Regions from separate parts of the Canis lupus genome. Here region 1 is linked to region 2. The links are chromatin contacts, called in public Hi-C maps. All regions are on one chromosome and are shown on one strand. Each heading gives the region's core, a stretch centred on a gene start, on an enhancer-like site or on the middle of the called end of the contact. The rest is flanking DNA. Distances are from core to core; before and after follow the strand shown. Region 1 holds the start of LOC119877201 (collagen alpha-1(I) chain-like). Region 2 overlaps RAP1A (ras-related protein Rap-1A).

Region 1 (6,967 bases), core at 981-3,480, 65 kb before region 2:
GCTCCTGCAACCTACCAGGTCTGTTATGGTCACCTCTGAGCTTCGGGCCGATCGACCTTCGGTGTGGGAAGGCTGTCCCCGCCAGGCCCCCGGCCCCGCCCCCGCCCCCGCCCCGCGCGCACCCAGCACAGGTGTCTGCGAAGCCTGTTCCTTCTCATCACACGGTAGGACGCGCGCTCCCAGGCCTCCTCTGCGGGGCAGCATCCGGCCCGCTACGGAGCCACCGCACGCCCGGCGTCGCCTCTCTCCACGCTGCTTAGCAGGACCTGCCATCGCCGTCGTCTGGCTGCCCGTCTCCCCTCCCGCCCCGCTGGGGTTCAAGCTTCGCGAGGGCCCCTGCGCCTCGCACGGAGCCTGGCACTTACCCACACAGCGCGCGCGCTCCCTCCAAGCCGCGACTCCTCCGGCATCTTCGGGCCCCTCCCCGTGCGCTTTCCGCCCTCCGCAGCCTCCCGCCCGCGCTCCGCAGGGCCCCTGCACCGCGCTCCTCCCCCCGGTCCTCAGCGCCCACCGCGGTCCTCTGCGCGGCTGCTTTAAGCGGACTCCGGAAAGTCGCGGGGGGCGGGGCCGACGCCGCCTGGGGGCGTGGCCGGGGGCGTGGCCGGGGGCGTGGCCTGCGTGCTGCGTGCTGCGTGCGTGCGCGTTCTGGAGGCGCCGCCGCCGCTCTCGAGGCCGCCGTCGCCGCCGTCGCCGCCGCGCAGAGCCGGAGCCGGAGCCGGAGCCGGAGCCACGGCCGAGAGGAGGGAGGAGGTGGAGGTGGAGGTGGAGGTGGAGGAGGAGGTGGAGGAGGCGCCGGGCCGCGGGGTGAGTGAGGCGCGGGCAGCCCGGGCCGGCCGCGGGGCGCGGGGCGCGGGGCGCGGGGCGCGGGGCGGCCGAGCCAGGGCAGCGGCGGCCGCTGCGGCGGGTCAGTGCCGGGGCTCCCCCTTCCTCCTCCGCGTCCCCTCGGGGTCCGGGGCGGCGGCCCGGGGGCCTGGCCGGCGGGAGGGGCGGAGGGAGGGCGGAGGGCGGAGGGGCGGGAGCTCCGGAGGCCCCGCCGCCGCCGCCAGGGCCGGAGCCGGCCACGCCCGCGGACCGAGCCGGTGCGCCGTGGCTGGGCCTGCGGGAGGCGGGCGGGAGGGGCCGGGGCCGGGCGCGCGAGAGAAAGAGGACATTGTGTCCCCCGCGCTCCAGCCCCGCGAGGTGTCACGGCCCGAGCCCGCTCGCCCCCGCGCCGTCGCTCGCCACTTGCTGCCCGAGGGCCGCGGAGCCCCGCACGCCGCTGCGCCTTCCCCGCTCCTTGCATGTCGCCGGGCCCGGCACGGAGCTTCCCCGCGACCCAGCCCTCCGCTCGGGGCGCGCGACGGGGTCCGAAGGCCGGCGGACCCGGTGCCTCCTCGCTCCGCCGGGGCAGGGCGGGGGGCGGGGGGCGGGAGGCGGGAGGCGGGAGCGCCGGCCTCCCTTTCCTGCCTTTATTCCGCGGTGCCGAGGGCGGGCATCTCCACGGCCACTCCGCGTCCCGGCCCCGCTCCCGCCCTCTCTCCTCGCGTCCCCGGAGCCCGAGCCCGAGCCCGAGCCCGAGCCTGCCCGCGGGGCGTTCGCCTGGTCGGCGTCGCTCTTCCCGGATCCACGCTCCGCCCCTGAACTCTGCTGGGGAGGAGGCCGGCCACCGCGGGACTCCAGCCTCCCTTCGGCCCGGGGCCCGGGGGCTGGGGGGAGCGTGGCTTGTCCCCCCGGGAAGTCAGGGGCCGTGTCCTCTGCCGGGCCGCGTGGTTCCCTGCGACGGGGAGACGGGGAGGGGAAGACGCTGGCGCCCGAGCAGTGGGACCTCCTCGCGGGGCTGAGCACCAGGGCTCTGGGCGACCTTCTGACCCCTCGGGAAGGAGAACCGACGTGGAGTCACCTACTCCTTGCTGGGGGGGAACACGGTGTCGTCATTGCCCTGAAGGAAGGAGGGCATCGGAGAGAAAAGGGATCACGGCAGGACGTCCCTGGGCCTCACAGGTGGCCGCGGCCTTCTGCCTCCCGGGTCCGGGGTGATGATTCTTTCTGTTTCCATCGTAGTAGGAGTCAAGCAGCTGCTCCTAGTTTTAAGGTAGGGCGCCTGCCTTCAAAAGCACGCTGCAGGGCAGTCTCAAGGGATGCTGCTGGAAACAGGATTCGGAAACTTTCTTCTGGTTTCCTGTCAATGTGTGGAGGCGGGCACGCATGTGTAGTTTTTCTTTCCTTTTGATGTCATTGGTATCTGCAGTACTTTGACATAATAAGCACTAAGTCAGCACCTTCCCCCCCCCCAGCTTTTCTCGGTCTTTATTATGATTCCTTATACCGCTTTCTGTTCTGAGACTGTATTTGCATTGGGTGCAGTTATTTATTTATTTAGCCAGTCTGGTGTCTCACTGAACCTTGTTTCCTTGGTATTTTCAACCGTGTACTGCAGAGTATGGTTCAGTGTAAGCTAGTGAGGATCACACAGTGTCTGGCACAGTGCAGGCACTCGGAATTTTATGGGTGGGTTGAATGATTACAAGGAGGTGTCTAGGTAGGATATATTTTCTGTTCGTTGGAAGGTAGCTTATGTTAGGATAGTACACTTCCAGTGTGAAACAGTAATTCTTAACCTTTTCTAGGCCACTGACACCTTTGAGATTATGATGAAATATATAGATTTTCTCTCCAGGAAAAAAAAAAAAAAGTTAACAGACGTTCATGCATGACATTTTGCATTCAGTTTCAGGTTCCCTCCGAAACCAAGCATAGATATCCGTCTCAAAGGAAAACTGGAATCCCCGAGTGTTATTCAATTCCATATTAAAACTGTTCAAAAGCCTTTGTTCACTTTCCGTGTGGCCTCAAGGGTGGCAGTGTCTGTCGGTACTTACAGACCAAACTTTGGGTCTTTAGGAATAAGATTTAAGAGTAATTGTTACTACAATTGTATGAAGAAGAGTTGTCATTAATAACTACTACCAGTCAGTTTTGAGCTAATACACTAATGGCTTCCAAGGAAATAAGATTGCTGTGGTCACTTTTGGCAGCCTAAAATCATAATCACAACTGACTTAAATTTTTATTGTACAAACTCCTTAGTAACGTGATCAACACTTAAATGTTCGCAAATCAAATTATTCATTTTTCCTGTTCTCTTCCGAGCTTGTTTAAATGCACGGTTTTTCATGTAGTTAATAATTATTATACCAGCATTTAATATCACTTCAACAACTGCTTTTTGAATGCCTGTTGTGTGAATAAAATCAAGTTCTTGTTGTCATGGAGCTTATATTTTAATCAGAAGAGATGGGCCATAACCAAATAAATGTAGACTATATTACATGATAAGAGCCATGCAGAAGAGTCAATTAGGGTGAGGGAAAGAGAGAAGCAGTGGCAGGGATGGCATGAGACTGGAGCAGAGACCCAAAGGAAGTGAGTTAGATGTGCTCTCTTGGGGAAGAAAGTTGTAGGCAGAGGGGACTGCAAGTGCAAAGCCCCCCCCCCCCCCCCTCAGTGTACTTGGCCTTTTGAGAACAACTAGGAATACAGCAAGAGGGAGTGAGGGAGCATTAGGTTAGAGAAGTAACAGCCTTGTAGGTCATGGTAAAAACTTCAGATTTTACTTTTTTTTTTTTTTTAAGATTTTATTTGTGAGAGAGAGAGAGAGAGAGAGAGAGACAGGCAGAGGGAGAAGCAGGCTCCATGCAGGGAGCCTGATGCAGGAATCGCCCCGGGGCTCCAGGATCACGCCCTGGGCCAAAGGCAGGTGCTAAACCGCTCAGCCACCCAGGGATCCCGGATTTTACTTTAAATGAGATGAGCAATCAACTATTGGAGGGTTTCAAGTAAAAGAGTTTGTGGGAATCCTTCTGGCTGCTGTGTGGAAATCAACTTGGTGGGAATTGGCCAGGGCAAGAGTATAAGCAGGAAGACCAGTTAGGAGGTTTAATCTTTATTTTAAGCCTTTTTCAGAGGTTGCAAAAATACTCCATCTACGCGTTACCGATTGTTGGGCATGTAGATAGTTTCACTTTACTAAAATTATGATGAAATGAACACTTTGTATATGTAGCATTTTCTTTCTTTCTTTTGGAATTTTTTCTTGGGATGATTTCCAGAAGAAGAACTGAATCAAAGTATATGAATTTACTTGTCTTCTTGATGTATCCTGTGAATTACTTTAAAAAATATGTTGTACTAGTTAAAGGGATAGCCACAGTTGTTGATCTTCAGTGTTATGGTAGTGTTACTTGCATTGAGTATTATTATTTAATACTTGAAAAAAATCATTTGAGTTATAAAAGAAGATCTTTTAGTTAGGTTGAATTTTCAAAGAGCTTGAATTTAAAGTTCATATCATAATTTACCTCTCCAACATTTAACAACAGAGTGCTAATTGTTGGTGATACAGAAATGAATTAGGGTATTTGTCCTCAGGGAGTTTTACATTCTGTCATGATTCAGAATCTAATAGTTAAATAACTTAAAAGTCTTGCCAAAGTTTACTACCATCCGTGAACTTTGTTATTATATGACTGATCTTTTATATAAAATACACATTCCAGTCGAGCATCTAATTTTTCATATTGGCAATTCCTGTTTTTTTTTTTTTTAACACAAAGGGATTTTTATTTTTTTAAAAGATTTTATTTATTTATTCACGAGAGACCGAGAGAGAAGGAGAGACAGAGAAACAGGCAGAGGGAGAAGCAGGCTCCATGCTGGGAGGAGCCTCACGTGGGACTCCATCGGGGTCTCCAGGATCATGCCATGGGCTGAAGGCGGCGCTAAACCTCTGAGCCACCTGGGCTGCCCATAAAGGGATTTTTAAATGATATCTGCAATTTGTTTAATTTCTGTTATGTGTGTCTTTAGAATCTTAAAACTGACAGCCCCATGTTTTGTTCTTTGCAATAAATTATGCAACTAGTACTTAGTTGAATTTTTAGACAGTTGTAATTCTTTATAGCTTTCAAAACACAGAGATTATTGTTTTGTTAAATAAGGTTAGCATTGCATCTTTGACATTTTATTTAGTTTATAAGGAAGAATGATACCAGTCGGTTTTTTTTTTTTTTTTTTTGTTTGTTTTTTTTTTTACCAGTCGGTTTTGATAGAAATTTTACCACTGTGAGAGCACTGCTCAGCATTTCTAGTTCTGAAATCTAGATGGCTTGATTTGGCATGAGCAGGCAACTCCACCATCTCTAAAGTGAGTGAGTTGAATAATTGAGTTACCTGCAAGCAGCTAGCACTGTGTCTGACACATGCTAGGGATCCAACAGATGTTCATTGAACTTCAAATAACCTCTAAGTTCCCAGTTCTAAAATTCTCTTATTTTAGAAGTTCAATTTAAAAATTTGTATAAAGTGTTTATATATTAATGTTGTGGTGAGTTTAAAATTGTGAACATAGTCTTACTTCCTCCTGATGTTCCTTTTCAGATTAAACTCATCAATTTTAAAAAGAGTTACGGCGTATTTCCAAGTATTTTCTGTTCATTCTGATGTCATATATTGCTGCATGACTTAATGCCAAATTCACATCTTATGGAAGTGATTAGTGTTAAATATATTTAAGCTTTCTTATGTTATTGAAATGAGCACCCATTCTCCCCACTCCCTTTTTCTGTGCATGAAATTTGGGGATTACAAGTGGTAGTTTTTATGTGCTTTACAGTTTTTCATGTACAGAGGTAATATTGGCCCTTTCAGCTTATGAATTTTTGTTACAGTGGTTATGGTGACTGAATGAATCACTCACTCTTCACAGTCCCCTTCTCACAGTTTTGAGATGAGTGGTTAAGAGGCCAGTTTGTTTCAAAGTTAAATGATCCAGAAGAGTATTGAACCTATAAGCTTAGTTTCTTATGACATACTGATCAGCAAAGCAGTTTAACAGAGAAGCTATGCCATGTTCTCGTTTCCGCTTGAAAATAGGTCTTTTAGATGTGGAAGGTACATGACCGCACCAATAAGAAAAGGAAATTGTGTGTGATGATTAAGGTGGAGTTGAAATAAGAAATAGTGTACTTTTATAAGTGGTCTAAATAATAATCATTTAAATATAATTTTCAGAAGTATATGATATGTACATGAAAGATTAAATGTGTTTTATGAAATTAACCTCAACCAGGGACAAGTCAATGGCTTTTTTTTTAAAGGTACTGATGACTTATTTAAGCTAATTCCAGATAAATCTGGGAAAAAAAATTTCTTTGCATACCCAGCTATCTCTAGCCTGTGTAGTTCACATTGCTAGAGATTGGTTCAAAGTGTGGAATGGTAAAGTCAACCAATTTTGAAATTAAATATGTAACCTGGTGTTTGGTTTCAGAATATATTTAAGTTAGTCCATATTTCATAAGAATAGGAATATACTAAACTATACATTGTAACTGGTAAAAGATACTGTTGGATTAATTAAAGCTTAGTTACTTTGAATTTACAAGTTTGTATACCTTTAACATTCATGGTTTTTGCAGTGCTATGTTATACACATGTATTCTGGTTGTAAGAAATAACTTTGCTCAGGATAGAATTGTGGTTTAGTTATCAACCACAAAAGTGTAAAAGTAAAAGAGGCACAAAGAACTGGATGCAGTTGTTTCTTTGAACAAATCCCAGATGCAGCTTGTAAGATTCTAAGTTAGAAGTACGAAATTATCTCCTTTTGCGGACTGAATATTTCAGATCACTCAGACGTATAATCTAAAGAGTAAATTTATTTACTATGTTTTCAATGATATTTAAAAATTTGTTCATAAACAGGATCATTCTGTTCTAGACAAGTTGGCTGTATTATAGAACATTACACAAGCAACCATAACTTAATTATTTTGCAGTTGAAATTTAACATTAATCTTTGGATTTTATGTAGTTTTCAGTGTCTAGTCCAAATCTTTGATGTCTTTTGATGTACCTTTTCCATTCCATTGAATGCATGTAAAAATGTTGCATGATTTTATTAATAGATTTCTGATTCAGTCATTGAACA
Region 2 (6,362 bases), core at 2,650-5,149:
CTGAGCTATCCAGACACCCCTAAAATTTTAAGTTCTGGTACAGTCTTTTCCCTCCAAAAAAAGAAAAGAAATAGAGAAAGGAAACTGAGATAAAAAGCATTGGGGGTGGCTGGCGCCTGGATGGTTCAGTTGGTTGAGGATCCAACTTTTTTTTTTTTTTTTTAAGATTTTATTTATTCATTCATGAGAGACAGAGAGAGAGAGAGAGAGGCAGAGACACAGGCAGAGGGAGAAGCAGGCTCCATGCAGGGAGCCTGACGTGGGACTCGATCCCGGGACCCCAGGATCACAGCCCGGGGCCAAAGGCAGGCACTGAACCTCTGAGCCACCCGGGCTGCCCGAGGATCTGACTTTTGATTTCAGCTCAGGTTGTGATCTCAAGGGTCGTGAGATCAGCAAGGAGCCTACTTGGGATTCTCTCTCTCCCTCTCCTCTGCCCATCTCCCTGCTTATATGCTTATTCTCTCTTCCTCACATAAATAAACCTTGTGGGGAAAAAAGCATTAGGATTGTTGCATGAACTTGGCTAGGGAAATATTAGTGCAACATCACCATCTACAGGATGATTGGCCTTAGGGATCTGGTTTCTTGCTCTCCCTGTTTTCACTCTCACTGGTAGCCACCCACCAGCTTCATAGGACTTGGCTCTGCTGGGGCTGGATTGGGCCACAGTCCAGGAAGCACCATTGATAGGAGGTGTTTCTTTTAAAGCATTACATGTTTGTGGGAACTCACCTGCTACTTGCTAAGCCTCCTGGGTTGTAGTTTCCAGTGCCCCAGAGGTCCATTTTCACAGCAGTCTTGTTAAAATCAACCCTTGGTATGAGGATTTATTAAACAAAAATGGAGAACAGTAAACAAATTGGAATACATTAGCTATTTTAAGGATCCTTACTCTTTTGAGGAACATACAAGCTTTTTATGCTAGAGTATATATTCGAGTTTCTTTCAATGTTTCTCTCTTTATAGCCTGATAATCCAGCTACAGAGTTTCTTTGATAGTTAATAGTACCTCAGGCAGCTAAGGCTTTATAAATACACATGTGATTCCTGTTGGACTCAAATTTCAAATCACACAGGGACATACTGCTTGGCTAAATAGGTCCCTGCTGCCTATATCAGAATATATATATATATATTAAACTATTATCCATACCATTTTTGCTATGTTCTGAAAGTAGGACATAGTAATACCAGAATCACATCAGTCTTAATCAAGAATTAATTGTTCTTTGCTGAGGCTGGGATAATAATTGGAATCAAGTGAACATCCCAGTTGAGTAATGGCAGAGGGATTGAGAAACTATTCTGTGTTCCCTTTAGATTTTTCTGTAGTTGAGAGATATGAAGAAGAACCTAGGCTGAGGACTCTGAGCATATCTAACTGAATACTTAGTATAGTTTGAACTTGCCTTCGTCACTGAACCAGCTATTGTGAAGTGGGCAGAGTTTGTGAAAGAAGTTGTTGAGAATATCACTACAAAATCAGTTAGTGTAGTACCAAAACCCCAAAACTGCCTGGCATAAAGAAATGTGGTTTTGATTCTTAGACTATTTTAGTTTGTTCTTTTAATTTTTCATCTTATAGCTTATGTGCTAAGGCTAAGGAACAAATGAGAACTTGTTTGTGGCTTATCCATATTAAGTTCTTAAAGGGTTTCAGAGCTGTGAAAGAGACTGCCGTTTTGTTCGTAAATCCTGTGTTTTCAGCTTTCTTAGAAATTAGATAATAGAGAAGTTAAATGGTTTGAAGGAGATGGTGGTGAGGAGGATGTAGCAGAAAGAAAAGAATGTAAATGCATCACTTATAATTTTAGGATAAATCACTCAGTAGTGGCTTTTTTTTTTCTTTTTAATAATTTAGCCTTGTAATCTTAGGATTATAAGGTAAATAGAGATTGTTTTATCTGAGCACCATCTTAAAGAAATGTAGACCAATGATTCTTAAAATATTTTACTTTTAAAACTTACTGAAAATATGTAAGAACACTAAATTTGTTTACTCTTCATCCAGATTTCACCAGTTAACATGTCAGTGTTTACTTATCACCCTCCTTTATTCATAAATACGTTAGTGTATGTACCCTTAGATCAAAGATATTTTCTTTATACAACCACAACACAATTATTAAAATCAAGTCCATGTTAGTGCATATTCAAATTTTGTCATTTGTCCCTATGCCCCTAAAAGCTGGGACTTATATAGACTTCTACAAAGCACTTTTATTATAGATGAGTAATAGTAAAGAGATTCTGCAATATTTGTTTCTATTCCAGGTCATTAGTATTTGCATTTCATAGCAAAGAACTGAATTCTGCTGATATGTTGTTTAATTATTCTGACACTTTGAAACATATAAACATATTGGAATTAAAATAATAATCTTTTAAATAAGTACTATTGTATTTTTCTTTGATGCCTTGCATTTCTCATTCAAAATGAATCCAGAAGATATATTAAGAAATTATTTGTCACTTCAAATTGGGGTGACTTTTTCTCTTTTTCACTTTAGCCAAAACCAATATCACCAAAAGAGGCAAACAAAAATCATGTGCATTTACATGTATCTTAAAAGGAACTTAAGTTCCTCTTAAGTATCTCTTTTGTCCTGGTCCAGTAAAAAATATAGAGCATGAATATAATCATGAAGAAACATCAGACAAACCCAAATTGAAATTCTATAAAGTTACTAGCCATCCATTTTCAGAAATGACAGTGTCATGAAAGACATACTGAAGAACCAACCATTCCAGATTCTAAAAGGTTAAAGTGACAGACAATGAAATGCAGTATGTGATCCTAGATGGACTCTTTGTGGTGGAGGGGAGCAGGAATTACTATAAAGGACATTATTGAGATAATTTACAAAATTGGAATCTGCACTGTAGATAATACAGAGTAATGTATCAGTGCTTAAATGTATGCAACCGGATAACTATAATATGGTAATGGAAGAATATCCTTGTTCTTAGGAGATACACACTCAACCATTAAGGGACCGTTATATGCAAGCTACTCTCAAATGGTTTAGAAAATAAGAGAGTGTATTTAGCAATTAATGATAAAGTACATGTGGTAAATTGTTCCTAATTGATGAACCTGTATAAAGAAAATACACAAGTCCTTGGTATTATTCTTGCAACTTCTCTGTTAAGTTTGATTTTTTTTTTTTTAAGATTTATTTATTTAAGAGAGAAAGCGCATGTGCTTGTGAACAAGGGGAGGGACAGAAGGCAAGGGAGAGGGAAATAAGCAGACTCCCTGCTGAGCGGGGAGCCCATTGTGGGGCTCCATCCCAGGACTTTTAGATCATGACCTGAGCCGAAATCAAGAGTCGGGCACTTAACCAACTGAGCCACCCAGGTGCCCAAGTTTGACATTTTTAAAAAGTAGAATAAATGTGAAGATTCAATGTGAACATTAACTGTTATTCCCTTAATAATTAATGTATTGAAGCATAGAAGATTCCATGAAGACTGTAACTTCACTGCCTTGTTTTTTACTACTCATTTTTTTTTTTTTTTCTTGATACTGAATATCTAAGAGCAGGTGTATTTCCTTCATGGTAAATTGGTAAGTCCTTTACCCTGAGAGTCACGTGGGGCTTCTAAGAAATCTGCTGTTAAAGCAGCAATATATAGATCCAAGGGCAGAATCCCATTGAACAGAACCAGGATGGTTTTGTGGAGCAAGATCTCAAATGTTTGTTGAATAAGACATTTTTTTCTCTTGTTTTTATTTAGATATTTTATGACCTTGTCAGACAGATAAATAGAAAAACACCAGTGGAAAAGAAGAAGCCTAAAAAGAAATCATGTCTGCTGCTTTAGACTTACAGTAAGCAGCAGCTCTGAGCCAGGTAAGATACTGAAAGCAGAACAAATGCCGTTCTCATACTCTTATTTTGGGCTTTCCCCAGCCCTAACCACTTCCCATTTCACCTTTTGGGGTATTTCCAGGTTTCTGTATCTTGTGAACGTGATTGATATATGGCTTGTAAATATGTTCCTCTGTTGATAATTTGTCTTTCTTCCCATAAGATTGTAAGGTGTCTGAGGGCAAGGACCATGTGTGCTCATGTGTGCTTTATTCACCCTGTGTCCCTAGTGCCAAGTACAGAATGGGTTTTCAGAAAATAGTGGTTGAATAAATGGAATACCTTCTAGGGTCATTCCTAAATTCATGCCCAATTAAAGTGAAACATGGTTTATCTGAAACAAAATGCTTAAGTGCACATTTTGATGCATTATTTAAAAATGAACACACCTGTGTGTATCAATCACAGTCTTTCCTCCCCTCAATGTAACCCTTGCTCTGATTGTTAACACAATTAGTTTTGCCTCTCTTTGAACTTAACATTAACAAAAACAGGTATTGTGTCTGGCACCTTTTAGTCAAAAATATGTTTTCCAGAATTCTCCTTATTGCATATAGCAGTAGTTCATTTTTATGGCATGACTGTACTGGCAATATTTTTATATATTCTGCTATTGATGGACATTTGGGTTGAAGAACTGATGGGGTAATTCTGCACATTCTTGCATGAGTATGCACATGTGCATCATTTTTATTTGATAAATACCTAGGAATGAAATGGCCAGACTGTATACTATATTATATGGATAGTTTTAGTAGTTACTGTTAAAAAAAGTTTTTCAAGGTAGTTGTACCAGTTTACACACCTACTAGCAGCTTTATAAGTTCTGCATCCTCTCCAAAATTGGTATTGCCAGTCTTTTTAACTCAAGCCGTTCTTCTGGGTATGTGGTACTATGTTATGGTAGTCATTTCCTCTTGGGTATAGGTTGGCTTTTTTGAAATGTTTTGTCTACAGGCTTCTAAGTAGTAGTTGACTTTAAGTACCATTTAAATTTTCATTAAAGCGAACCTGTTGGAGAGAAATTAGTGGCAGCATTAAAGTTGCCTATCAAATGAGAAACCAGGTGCTGAGGGACCATTTGTTTGTTTTCCTCTAATTATATATATTAAATCCCCTAAACAATTTCTACTTATCTTCATAAGCTCTATAAACTATACCATAAAGGAATATTTTCATGAAGCTGTTTTATGATGTATTTTGATGCTGGTTATGTGCATATTACTAATCTTGGTCGGGTTAGAGGAAAGTCTACTTTTACCACTGGAGAGTTCTAAGTCTCTTGGGTCCTTTGAGCAGATTACCTCTTCCAGAGCACCAAATTAACTAATTAATAAGTGCTTCCTTAGAGACTTGGATGAATCTCTCTCTCCAGGGAAACAACTGAGTAATTGTACCCCCCCTTTAATTTAGTCTAATTTAATTTTTTTGGTACCTCCTTTTTAAATGAAGTTCAAGGAAAATGGGCAGAAAGCATGAAACAGCATGGGGTTGCCTCTGGTTGGATTTAGGAAAGATAGCGTCTGGTCTAATGTTTGCTTTAGGCTTTTAGTGAAATCTTGATTCAATAACTATAAATCGTTAGCTCCCTGAAGATGATTATTTTAAAATTTGCTGGTGTGTTTCTTTAGGTAAGGGTGCAAAGGTAAGGAAAATAGGACTCCAGTTCCTATTCTGAACTAAATCATTTAGCTCTCTTATAGGTAACTGTCTTGTTGATGCTATTACCTTAGCTGACCCTAGTTTAATTTCCAGTTCTGTAGAAAATGTTTTAGCCTGTTTAAAGGAAGAGGTGCCATCTCCTGGCCTGTTGTGAAAATTCATTCATATACAACCTGCAGTGTGTTGTGGCTTTACCTGAGAGATTAATCTTGGCCTACATCCAGAAATAAGACTTTCATCCTGGTTGTGTAAATTCTTAGGTTCTGATATGTAATTCAGCCCAACAATATATTTAATACGTCACCTGAGATCTCCGTGGATGCTTGAAAATACGAAATAAGTCAGAATACTTGGCAGAGCAGAGAAATCATAGAGTGATTATAGACTGGAAGTGCCATGTTGATCCCACTTGAAAAGTACTGGGATGGGGAATAAATTAAAAAAAAAAATATATATATATATATATATATATATATATATTTGAGTAAGAGTACATGAACCTTGAGGGCAGTTTATCTGACCTTATCCTTTAAGCAAGACTGTATTGAAACATGTTAATCTCTTTCCAGTATGTCCCACTTCTAAAGAGGAGGAGAGAAATTCATCTTCAGGAAATTCTTCCTTTAACCTAATTCTTTTCTGCTGAGTAATACAACTAACTTGGAGTCTTCTGCCCTTGCCTATGGGGGTCAGCTCTTTCTGTGTCGTGTTTTCGGGTCCTAACTTGTGTTAGAAGTGGTAATCCAAGGGCCACCTGTGTGGCTCAGTCGGTTAAGTGTCTGACTCTTGGTTTCGGCTCAGGTCCTGATCTCCAGGTTAGGA

Evidence for each region. A called contact is a pair of places that touch in the nucleus more often than the background predicts.
Region 1: a Hi-C map of blood shows a contact between it and region 2, with 2.4 times the contacts expected there. The contact joins the promoter of LOC119877201 here to the enhancer-like site in region 2. A contact is called at or near these places in 2 of 9 Hi-C or Micro-C datasets (both in blood).

The regions. Positions count from the first base shown.
Region 1 is chr17:64,553,037-64,560,003 of UU_Cfam_GSD_1.0, reverse strand. It overlaps LOC119877201 (collagen alpha-1(I) chain-like), which reads right to left and starts at 2,230. Exons shown (of 5, transcript XM_038562424.1): 1 at 1,884-2,230; 2 at 1,187-1,753; 3 at 794-1,096; 4 at 123-577; 5 at 1-11. The coding sequence starts at 1,936. It overlaps RAP1A (ras-related protein Rap-1A), which reads left to right and starts at 787. Exons shown (of 9, transcript XM_038562377.1): 1 at 787-804.
Region 2 is chr17:64,490,233-64,496,594 of UU_Cfam_GSD_1.0, reverse strand. It overlaps RAP1A (ras-related protein Rap-1A), which reads left to right. Exons shown (of 9, transcript XM_038562377.1): 8 at 3,745-3,860. The coding sequence ends at 3,831. It overlaps LOC111090743 (a long non-coding RNA gene), which reads right to left. Exons shown (of 5, transcript XR_005372801.1): 2 at 4,684-4,889; 3 at 736-816. Among named protein-coding and RNA genes, the nearest start is that of INKA2, 28 kb to the right of the region's middle. Within about 2 kb of position 3,899, at least 3 of the 20 cell types and tissues checked have an H3K27ac peak or open chromatin away from gene starts, as enhancers often do. A contact at or near this core is called in blood, where this site is marked.